2 separate regions of the Zea mays genome follow, and region 2 is linked to region 1. Evidence: chromatin contacts called from public Hi-C data. All regions are on one chromosome and are shown on one strand. Each heading gives the region's core, a stretch centred on a gene start, on an enhancer-like site or on the middle of the called end of the contact. The rest is flanking DNA. Distances are from core to core; before and after follow the strand shown.

Evidence for each region. Hi-C and Micro-C count contacts between places; a contact is called where the count stands out from the background.
Region 2: a Hi-C map of bundle sheath shows a contact between it and region 1, with 1.9 times the contacts expected there. The contact joins the promoter of LOC100280719 here to the promoter of LOC103636498 in region 1. A contact is called at or near these places in 10 of 25 Hi-C or Micro-C datasets (bundle sheath, ear, endosperm and 3 more).

Annotation. Positions count from the first base shown.
Region 1 is chr8:174,551,208-174,556,009 of Zm-B73-REFERENCE-NAM-5.0, reverse strand. LOC103636498 (universal stress protein PHOS32) reads right to left here and starts at 2,505. Exons shown (of 4, transcript XM_008658841.4): 1 at 2,081-2,505; 2 at 1,872-1,981; 3 at 1,617-1,735; 4 at 1,224-1,543. The coding sequence starts at 2,252. The coding sequence ends at 1,468. LOC103636499 reads left to right here. Exons shown (of 6, transcript XM_008658842.4): 6 at 382-731.
Region 2 is chr8:174,705,468-174,710,269 of Zm-B73-REFERENCE-NAM-5.0, reverse strand. It overlaps LOC100280719, which reads left to right and starts at 2,880. Exons shown (of 21, transcript NM_001153639.1): 1 at 2,880-3,377; 2 at 4,026-4,097; 3 at 4,426-4,529; 4 at 4,620-4,722. The coding sequence starts at 3,273.

The sequences.
Region 1 (4,802 bases), core at 1,256-3,755:
AGACAAATCCAATGTCGGAGGGCTTCCACGTACGTAATCTCAAATCCTTATGGATCAGAGGGAGTCTTCTCTAAAGCATAGAAATGGTTGGTTTGTTAACGCATAGAAAATCAATGACAAAGATCTAGAGTTTGTATGAAATTGAAATTGAAAATGGAGATAGGTGCCAAGCATTTATATGTAACTGATGCTCTACTCTACCTGTTGTTATGCACCCTTTGGTGAATAGTAGAAGTATTTATTATCATGTTATTAATTTTTCCAGCTGATGCTCTACTCTACCTGTTGTTATGCACCCTTTGGTGAATAGTAGAAGTATTTATTATTATGTTATTAATTTTTCCAGCTGTCCTCAGAATTATATTGGATTCTGCATGGCAGGAACAGAAGGAGATTCTATTGACAGTTCTTCTGGAACAGAAGAACAGAAAGAGAAAATAGTATTGTCGGTGTCATAGTGAACCCGCTTTCGTTCAGTGGTGGTGCCATTATCTAGAAGCATCATCTCAGATGTGCAAGCAATGAAGCTGTAGGACAGTACGAATTAGGTCGCATAAGGGTCCTTGTCCATTGTACGCCAGTAATATGAAGGGTTTGGTGTCTAATTATTAGTCAAATGTCTGTACAGTTGGATCGTCACTCCAAAGCAAAAAAAAAGTGCTGGAGAAGCGGCGGTGGCTTCACATTGTACATTTTTTTTATCGGATGGGATTTGACTGAAGTTTGGAGACTGTTCTTGTCAATTACATTATACAGGTATCGACTTCAGGGGAAAAAACTTCTATTTCCTAAGTTCAGGCATTATTACAGCCACAATATTCTAGGTATCGATATGACATGACACGGCATATTGCCGGTCAGAGTTTGGGCCGAAAAATTCGAAAACCATAAAAAACCGGACAGTTTACTGCTTTTGATTATTAGGAGGATTTGGGTAAAAACATTCTATCGGTAGTACCTTGTCTAATGTCGTGCCCATAACTCAGAAATCCTTTAGGGCTTGTTTGGGTAATCTTGTATTGGAGTGGATTGAGGTGGTATAAAGTGTATTGAAGTGTAATATGAACTAATTTCCCTTTCAATCCCTAAAATACACTTCAATCCCTCTTTATCCAAACAAGGCCTTAGGACGGGAAATCAGCTATCGGTAGTACCTTATCAGTTTGCAGATCTGTAGGCAGCAAAGAGGATAATTTAGACCACACGCAGAACCATTCTATCCCTTGTTAAAAAGAAATGGTATAGTGATGCTGTCCAGTGACTTTCTCATGTAGTGATACAAGCTGGCAGTTTATCTGGCAGCCTTTTTCACGAAAACAACAGTGTCCAGGTACATCTAGAAAAATAAAACAAATCATGGAGTGAAAACAGCTGAAACGTAAGGTGCAATATATCGGATTTAGTTGTTTCGGTTTGCGTATAGGTTAGCTGCAGATTCATCTTTCTGGAAATGAAAGGCCAGAGCCACTACTTCGACTTGACGACGGTCACGGGGCATGACGCATTGGACAGCACGTAGTTCGTCACACTTCCCAGCAGAATCCTGCAGGTTGATGGAATGGAGCAGATAAAATACGCACGCACGGTCAGAAAATTGCTGCATGCAGGGCGCGTACCTTTGGATCTGGCCGAGGCCGCGGCTGCCCATGACGAGCGACTCGATCTGGAGCTCCTCCACCGCGTCGCACACCTTCTCCCTCGGGTCACCCCAGTACATCTTGACCACCACGCGCATCTGCTCGTCGAGCATGGTGCGTACGTGCATGCGTTATATACGAGCTCGAACGCTATCAGTAATATCATCGCCGTCTATAGTCTAATAGATAGACGCGGACGCGGCGAAGGAAAAAGAGAGCGGCGGCGGCGCGCACCTCTTTCTGCCGGGCCGCGGCGTTGAGCATGTCGAACACCTCCGCGTCATACGGCACGTCGTAGCGCTGCCTCACGGGCGGCTCCATGAGCTCCTCCAGCGGGACCAGCGCTGCCCGTCGATTCATCAGATTCAAAAAAACCCAGCGGAGCGGCTGAGAAGCTATTAACATAACAGTACACAAGGCAAGGCAGTCGAGCAAGCTTTTACGCGATCCGGTGCGGGACCAGAGGACGTTCTTGCCCTCCTCACGGCCGTGGTGCCGGACGTGGAGGAGCACGAGGGTGTCGCCCCTGCGGACCAGGTTGTCGATCGCCCAACGCAGCGCCTTCTTGCTGCTCGGCGAGAAGTCCATCGCCACGCCGATCTTCCGCTCCGCCATGCTGCTGCCCTGCCGCTCCGCAGTAATATAATCGCGGTGTCCGCTTTCTTTCGCTCCGGCTAGCTATTGCTTTGGCATCGATCTCCCGTGACAAGCCTGTGGTTTCGTGGGGTGCGTGCGTGCGCCCGGCCGCTGCTCGACACTTGCCCTTTCATGAGAGAGAAGACGAGAGACGCGCGGCGCGGTGCGCGGGCTGCCTGTCACGACTCACGAGAGGCGCGCGGGCGAACGCGACGTGGCCTACTGGCGGACTGGCTTGCCCTGCAGCGCCGCGCCGCGCACGACGATGGGTGCTTGGGTTGGGGCGTTGGGAGAACAAAACGAACATGGTGCTGCAAAGTTTAACAACCTTTTGTAAGTTATATTCTTTTGCTTAAATAAAAGATTACATTCAAAATAATTTACGGGTCCTACAATCAACCAAACACGTAAAGACTAATTTTCTAATATGAGTAATATACCAAACTAAGCAACAAACTTAGTATCCAAAATCAGACAAGTAAATGATAGTTTCCTAATATGAGTAGCATACCAAACTAAGGCCATATTTGGTTTCTTTAGTCTAGGGACTAAAGTTTAGTTAGGGGACTAAAGTTTAGTCTCTAACATGTTTGGTTCTAGAGGCTAAAAATAGTAAGAATATACTAAATGACTCATAAGAAGACTAAAATGACCTTTAACATTATCCTGCTATTAGTACAATTGAACTAAACGAGGGATAAATGTGGAATTAATATGGTTTAGTCCCTTTTAGCACCTATGTGAAGGACTAAAGACTAAATCATTTTAGTCCATATTTTAGTCCTAGTGTTTGGCAAAAAAAAAAGACTAAATGGGACTAAAAACTAGAGACTAATCTTTAGTCCCTCTAACCAAACGCCCCCTAAGCAACAAGTTGAACTTTGCATCCAGAGTTCATTTTCAGCCCTCCTCCTGAGTCATGTGGTACGACCGTACGAGCTATCAGCATTTCAATCAAACTAGTTTTGGAGTGAGTTTTATGAAATCTTGTCTTGCCAAGTGATTTCGTCAAAATATGAGCTAACTAATCGTCGCTCCAGTACTAATTGTCAAGAACCTTAGGACCTCGTCGTAGCAAACATTAGGCCAAAAGAACACACACAAGCTCACAAAAGATAGAAGAACATGGTCTTCCTTTGATGCTGCAAAGATTGATGGCTTTTTCTATAGAGTCTATTCCCTTGCTTAGTCAGAATATTACAAATAAAGTAAATCGTGGTTCTATATCAAACATGTAAATGCTGATTTTCTGATACGAGTAATACCAACTAACATAACATCTAAGATCAAAGACATAAAGGGTACTTTCTTAATATGAGTAGCATATCAAACTAAGCAACAAACTAAAATTAGCACCTAAGATTTATTTTCAACGCCCAAGGTATAAATCATGTATGTGTCTTTAGTTACCTTACCGTCTTTTTAGACAAGAATGCAGTATTAGCCCAGTAAATCTAATAGACCGGTCTGGGGCTTGATAAGATCATGTATTCGTTCACTACTGGCTGGTATCGATCGGCGATATCGACAGCTCCGTTGAATGATCTGGTCGATATCGACCAGTTGGTAACACATGGCATTTTTTGGTTATACAGTTTGATTGGTATTAGTTGTCTTTAACGATGCGATGTGTTCTGGTTGATCCATGTGTACGCCACATCGGCTAGCCGTTCCAAACCTAACAAAAATTCCTATAATCTAGGCTACAAATAGAGGAATTCCTTGTGTCGGAGAGTAGTCTCTGGCGGTCGAGACGGGTGGTAGAAAGCACCCGCATAATCCTATGAACAAGGGTGTTGTCTAGGATTTACCTATGGAGATGTAAGAATACAAGGGTTTAGAGTGGTTCGGGCCATCAGAGCGTAATATCCTACTCCATTGTATTGCTAAGAGTATAGATGAACTTGTCCCCTTGTATCGCGCGTGCCCTCCCTTTTATAAGGGGGCACGTATAAGAGAGTTGAGCCTCAATAAGTGGGCCCATACAATCTTGTCATAAATATATACTATATGGAGCAGTAAGTGCAACAGCAGACAAAGATCTCTTCTTCGGTCGTCGTGCGAATAACCTGACCAGGCGTGTCATGCGTCCCAATTGTCTCCTTGAGCCTAGTATGATAACGTATGTCGGGGCCATGCACGCTAACGTGCACGAGAGTTAATGCGATGGAGGGTGAATGTGTTGCCCAGGCCAGCAGCTGCCCATGATGGTGTCGTTCTCGCGCACGATGCCAAGACACAACCGCTTGGCATGGTGTCAGGTGGCGCGTTGTGCAGACCATGTGAGCTTATTGTCGTGCAACCGTCTGCCTCGATAACATGGGGAGCAGTCACTCATACCCGCGCCGCATGACAAAAGCCTATACATGCCCTGTGTTCGGTGAGGTATCGACAATAGAGTACTCACAATAGAAGTGAGTACTCTAGTTATGGGTATCTACCTTTCATAGTGTATGTGGAGAAATGAAAAAGATGAAGATTTTCCTTTTTCGTTTCTTCACTTATAAGTTGAAAATTCAAGCTCTTATT
Region 2 (4,802 bases), core at 1,631-4,130, 150 kb before region 1:
TTTATCAGGGGGCTCTGACGATGATCAGGCTGATTGGACAAGGACACATTGGCAATAGCCTCATTGAGAATGTTGAGCTCCATGGTTGCAGAGCGGCTTAGCCGAGGCCTGGGGTGTGCCATAATACCATCATCGAGCACTTGTTTGATAGTGGCATGCAGGTAAGGGTGTGTTTGGTTTGACTTTTAGCTTTTGGCTTTTGCCCCCTAAAAGCCAAAAGCCAACCAAAGGGCTGGATTCAGGAAGCAGCTTTTTATAAAAGCCGACTTTCTCACAGTGTAAATCTGAAAGCACCCCTGAACCTGCTTTTAGTGGCTTTTCGGATGGAACTGTGAAAACATATATCGAAGAACTTTTAACGACTTTTAGTGGTTTCCACCAAACGGTTTTTAGCTTTTTAACGGCTCACAGCCTACAGCAGCTTTTTCCACAGCTCACAGCCCACAGCAACTTTTTTCACAGCCACAGCCCAACCAAACAGACCCTAAGTCGCATGGCTGCTGATGGCCGGCATGCGGTCCGAGAGATGGCCGAAGCAAAGCTAGTCATCAAGCCAGAAGGTAGTGTCACGACCATTACCAAGACAAACAATTGTGATTGCATAGTATAAAGGAAACAAGTTCTTAAGCTATCCCCAGTGATTACCAGTTGGCTTGACAACGACATTAGATTGGAACCAGACGACAAGGGGGAGTCCAGGGGTTGGTGTAACTCGTGAACGAGCCGGAGGAGTAAGTAGGTGTTTTGTATTTTGAGATCACATACGCCCAAACCACCATGACTTTTCTCACTATAGACTTTATTCCAAGACACAAGGCAATGCAATATGGTGACCTTATCCCCCCAGACTAGAGGAAGGAATGTCGACGCTTGTCCACAACATCGACCACCCCATGGGGGAATCAGGGAGGCGCACATGGCAAAGATGAGTTGATTGTTGAGGACTGAATTCACTAGATCACAGCGCCCAACATTATTAAGTAGCAATGCCTTCCATCCAGATAGGAACATGTTTGTTTTTGTGAGCAGGGGGCAAGGGCATGGATGTTAAGCTTTTTTGCAGAAAGAGAAGGCCAAGGTACGACAATGGAAAACTGCTGAGCTTGCAGTGAAGAATCGAGGTAAAGGTTTCAATAGTGGTGGGTGCCACATGGATCGGGACAATGGTACTTTTGTGGTAGTTTATGTGTATACCTATCGAGTTAGAGAAGGCATCAAGCGCAGAGCGTAGCTGGGCGACCCCAGCAGTGGAGGCTTTGGCGATGATCAATGTGTCATCAACATACTGAACCACGGGGGCAAGAGCACCATCAGCAAGGGGTGCAGCACGGTTGGGTAGCTTTTGATGATCAAGTGAAGGAGGTTGGCCACAATCAAGAAGTGGTATGGGAAGAGGGGATCTCCTTGTCTGAGATCGGTCTTGCACTGGATCCAGGGGCCCGGACAACCATGCGGCAGCACTGCCGACCGGGAGGAAGTGAGGAGGGAGTTAACCCAGGCGCACCATTTGGCAGGGAAACCTCGAGCATCCATTATGCGCAGAAGAGTAGGCCAACTAACTGTGTCAAATGCCTTAGCGAAGTCCAACTGAACAATAAGAGCAGGCGTAATCCTTTTGTGGCAAGTTTGGATCAACTCGGCTGCATAGGCAAAGTTTTCATATATTAATCTTCCACGAATGAACCCCGACTTATTTTGGTCAATTATGTTGGCAATTTTCTTTTGAAGCCTAGGCGTCAGCATTTTGGACATGATCTTGATGCCAGCGTGGAATTTCGAGGCGAGGTGGAGCACATAAGATGATGTGTGGCCAGGTAGCAGTGTAGAAGGCTAAGTCATTAATGATTGTGTTGATATCAATCTTATCTAATTTTTTTTCTCGATACATAAGGTGGCCAAACCATTCAATCATTTTTTTGAGAGACGGTAGACCTCAAAATAGTTCTTCAATTATTTTTAACATCGAAAAACTCCTTTCGGTTGATGCCACCATGACAAGTATATTAAATAAGATTCGATAAGCTATAAAAACATGATTGGAATCCATCTTATTGATGTACTCAAATTTATCCATAAAAGATATGGGTGGTTCTAGCAAGTTTAGCTTCAAAACTCTTAACTCAAACATTAGATTATTTAGTTAAACATTAGCTATCCTGTTAGCTATATAATAAAATGCAGGAGGTGGGCCCCCCTAGGATTTGGGGGCCTAGGGTGGCCGCCAGGGGGAGCCCTATGCCTAGAATCGGCCCTAAGCATGCAGGTAGATCGAAAAATAATTCATCTCATGAAAATAGATGCGTTAAATGCATGAGTGACATCTGGATTTATTGAAGGATGTCACCTAGGTTCACGAGCTTTAAAATTGCATTTCTATGTTCTTAAATTTATTAAGTGGACCACACTACAGTCCAGTAATAAACTTGTGACACACTATTTTTATAAATTTAGGGATGCGAAAACCTAGAAATGCATTTTTAAAGTTTGTAGACCTAAGTGACATGCTTTGACAAGTTTAGGAGCCGCCGATGCATTTAACTCAAATTAGATTACATATAAACTAATTATGAGCTGGTAAGGACTAATAGACTCTAACCATCAATTAACCACCATAGTTTTTATTATATTAAGCTTTGTAATTAGCGTTTCAAAATACAGGTTTTTTGTTAGCCTCATATATGAAACATGCCCTCATTTAAGTCTTGTATTTTTGTGGTGGCTGGTCCTAGGTGTTCTGAGACGCGACCTCTGATCAAATGGGCGCGCAACAGGTCACCGCAGAGGACGTCTGGCATTTGGGCTGGTGGTACAAAAAAAAATCTATCAAAGCCTGAGAGGCCGTAGCACAACCACCTTCCCTGCCCTGCCCTCAGTGCCCTGTCAAGGATATTTTAGGCAATGCGTTGCCCAATTCCACAGGCCACGTCACACGTGGTGCGGCTCTAACCGTATCGTCCCTGCCCGGTGGGGCCGCGGTCGCGTAGCAGACACCGACGGGCCGTCACGGGCCCTGCTCGCCGCAGACGATCCAGGGGCCAGGCGGCGCGCGGGTGATCTCGCCACGGCGCGTTTTGTGTGGCCCGCCCGTGACGGGAGGCGGAAGAGGGAAGAGGCGACGCGACGCGGCTCTATAAAACCGCGCCTCCAACCAGTACTCCCCCGGCACCCTAGAGAGATTCTGTTTTCGCACCAGCGCCGGCACAGGCAACGCAGCACCGCACCGAGCCGAGCCACTTAGCGAGCGAGGGAACAGCCTCCACGGCGAGGAGAGAATGGGGAGAGGAGGGATCGGAGGCGCGGCGGCCATGGCCATGGCCATGGAGACCGCCGATCCTGCCCGTGCATTCGTGAAGGACGTCAAGCGAATCATTATCAAGGTGATTGGCCTACCTGTCTCGTTGTTCTTCGTTCTTCTTTTTATCGTCTCGTCTTGCGAGAATGCAGAGACGTTTTTAAGTCTTGTTGCTCTTCGTGCGGCCCATGTTTTCTGTGAGGTCTTTGCGATGTCGGTACGGATTTGCGAGGGTAGAGAATTCGATTTCGATCCGATTTCGCATTTTTCTTTTCGCGGCGTGCTTGCGACTGTATTTTTTTTTTAAAAAAAAAGAAGTCGATGCTGGATATCTTTCCGTCCTAAACGCGGAAAGTTGTTCGTTTGGGATCTGCGACCTGAAAGTATTTCCGTTGGGAATGGAGAACGTTTTTGTCTTTCTCAGGCGCTATTGTTTCAGTATAGTATTTCGCGTGTTCCCTATGTTTGGTGTTTGGTGGTGCCGGTCAACATCTGATCGTTCAAACTCGGGATGGGGAAAACAACAGCCCCAGATGTTTCTGTTTTTTTTTTGACTCACAAGACACTCGTTGGGATAGGACGTGTATTCAGTTTTAGTTTTTAGGATTCTTCACTAAACAAAGATGAAGGGATAAAAAATGCTAAGCTGCAGGTTTTGCTTACAACAAAAAATATAGTTACCAGATTTTGTCGTTATGTTTGCTGGTTTCACATTTATTATGCTGTCTTACAGGTGGGCACGGCTGTTGTCACTGGCATGAATGGCCGATTGGCCATGGGGAGGCTCGGTTCTCTCTGTGAACAGGTACAATACGTATAATAGAGGAAATTTCAAAAGAAAAATGTAAACAGAAACATCTTTGTGACAACATAAAAATGTGGCCCACATGTCAGGCTCATAGCGTGCCTCATTGTTGCATGAGGCTATCACGTGGGGCCTCATTGCCTTGTTGTTACAAGGGCTAGCTTCAGATTTTTCAAACTATGTATATCAAAGTAGCTGTAGTCTTTTTTTTTTGTACAAATGCCAAAACAGTTAGTTTTTAAAATTATCTTCATGGTATGCTTTCACCCATGGTTTTTTTTGGGTTTCAGTATATGTCATTAAGTAGCCAACTTGCTTTCATATGCAGGTGAAGCAACTGAATTTTCAAGGGTATGAGGTGATTCTGGTAACCTCAGGAGCTGTTGGTGTTGGGAGGCAGAGGCTCCAATACCGTAAACTTATCCATAGCAGGTACACAAAGTTTGGCTTACATTCTCATGACGGCTTGTAAGTGTTTTCTGTCTCAAACTGTATCTTGCTGACCATTCTCCTTACTTGCAGCTTCGCAGATCTGCAAAATCCTCAGATGAACTTTGATGGAAAGGCATGTGCTGCTGTTGGTCAAAGTGTCCTGATGGCGATCTATGACACATTATTTAGCCAAGTGAGTCATGCACCACCAATTTGTATCCTAGTGGTAAAAAGAGTTTGGCGTTACCTGTTTCTAACAGGATGCTTATATGA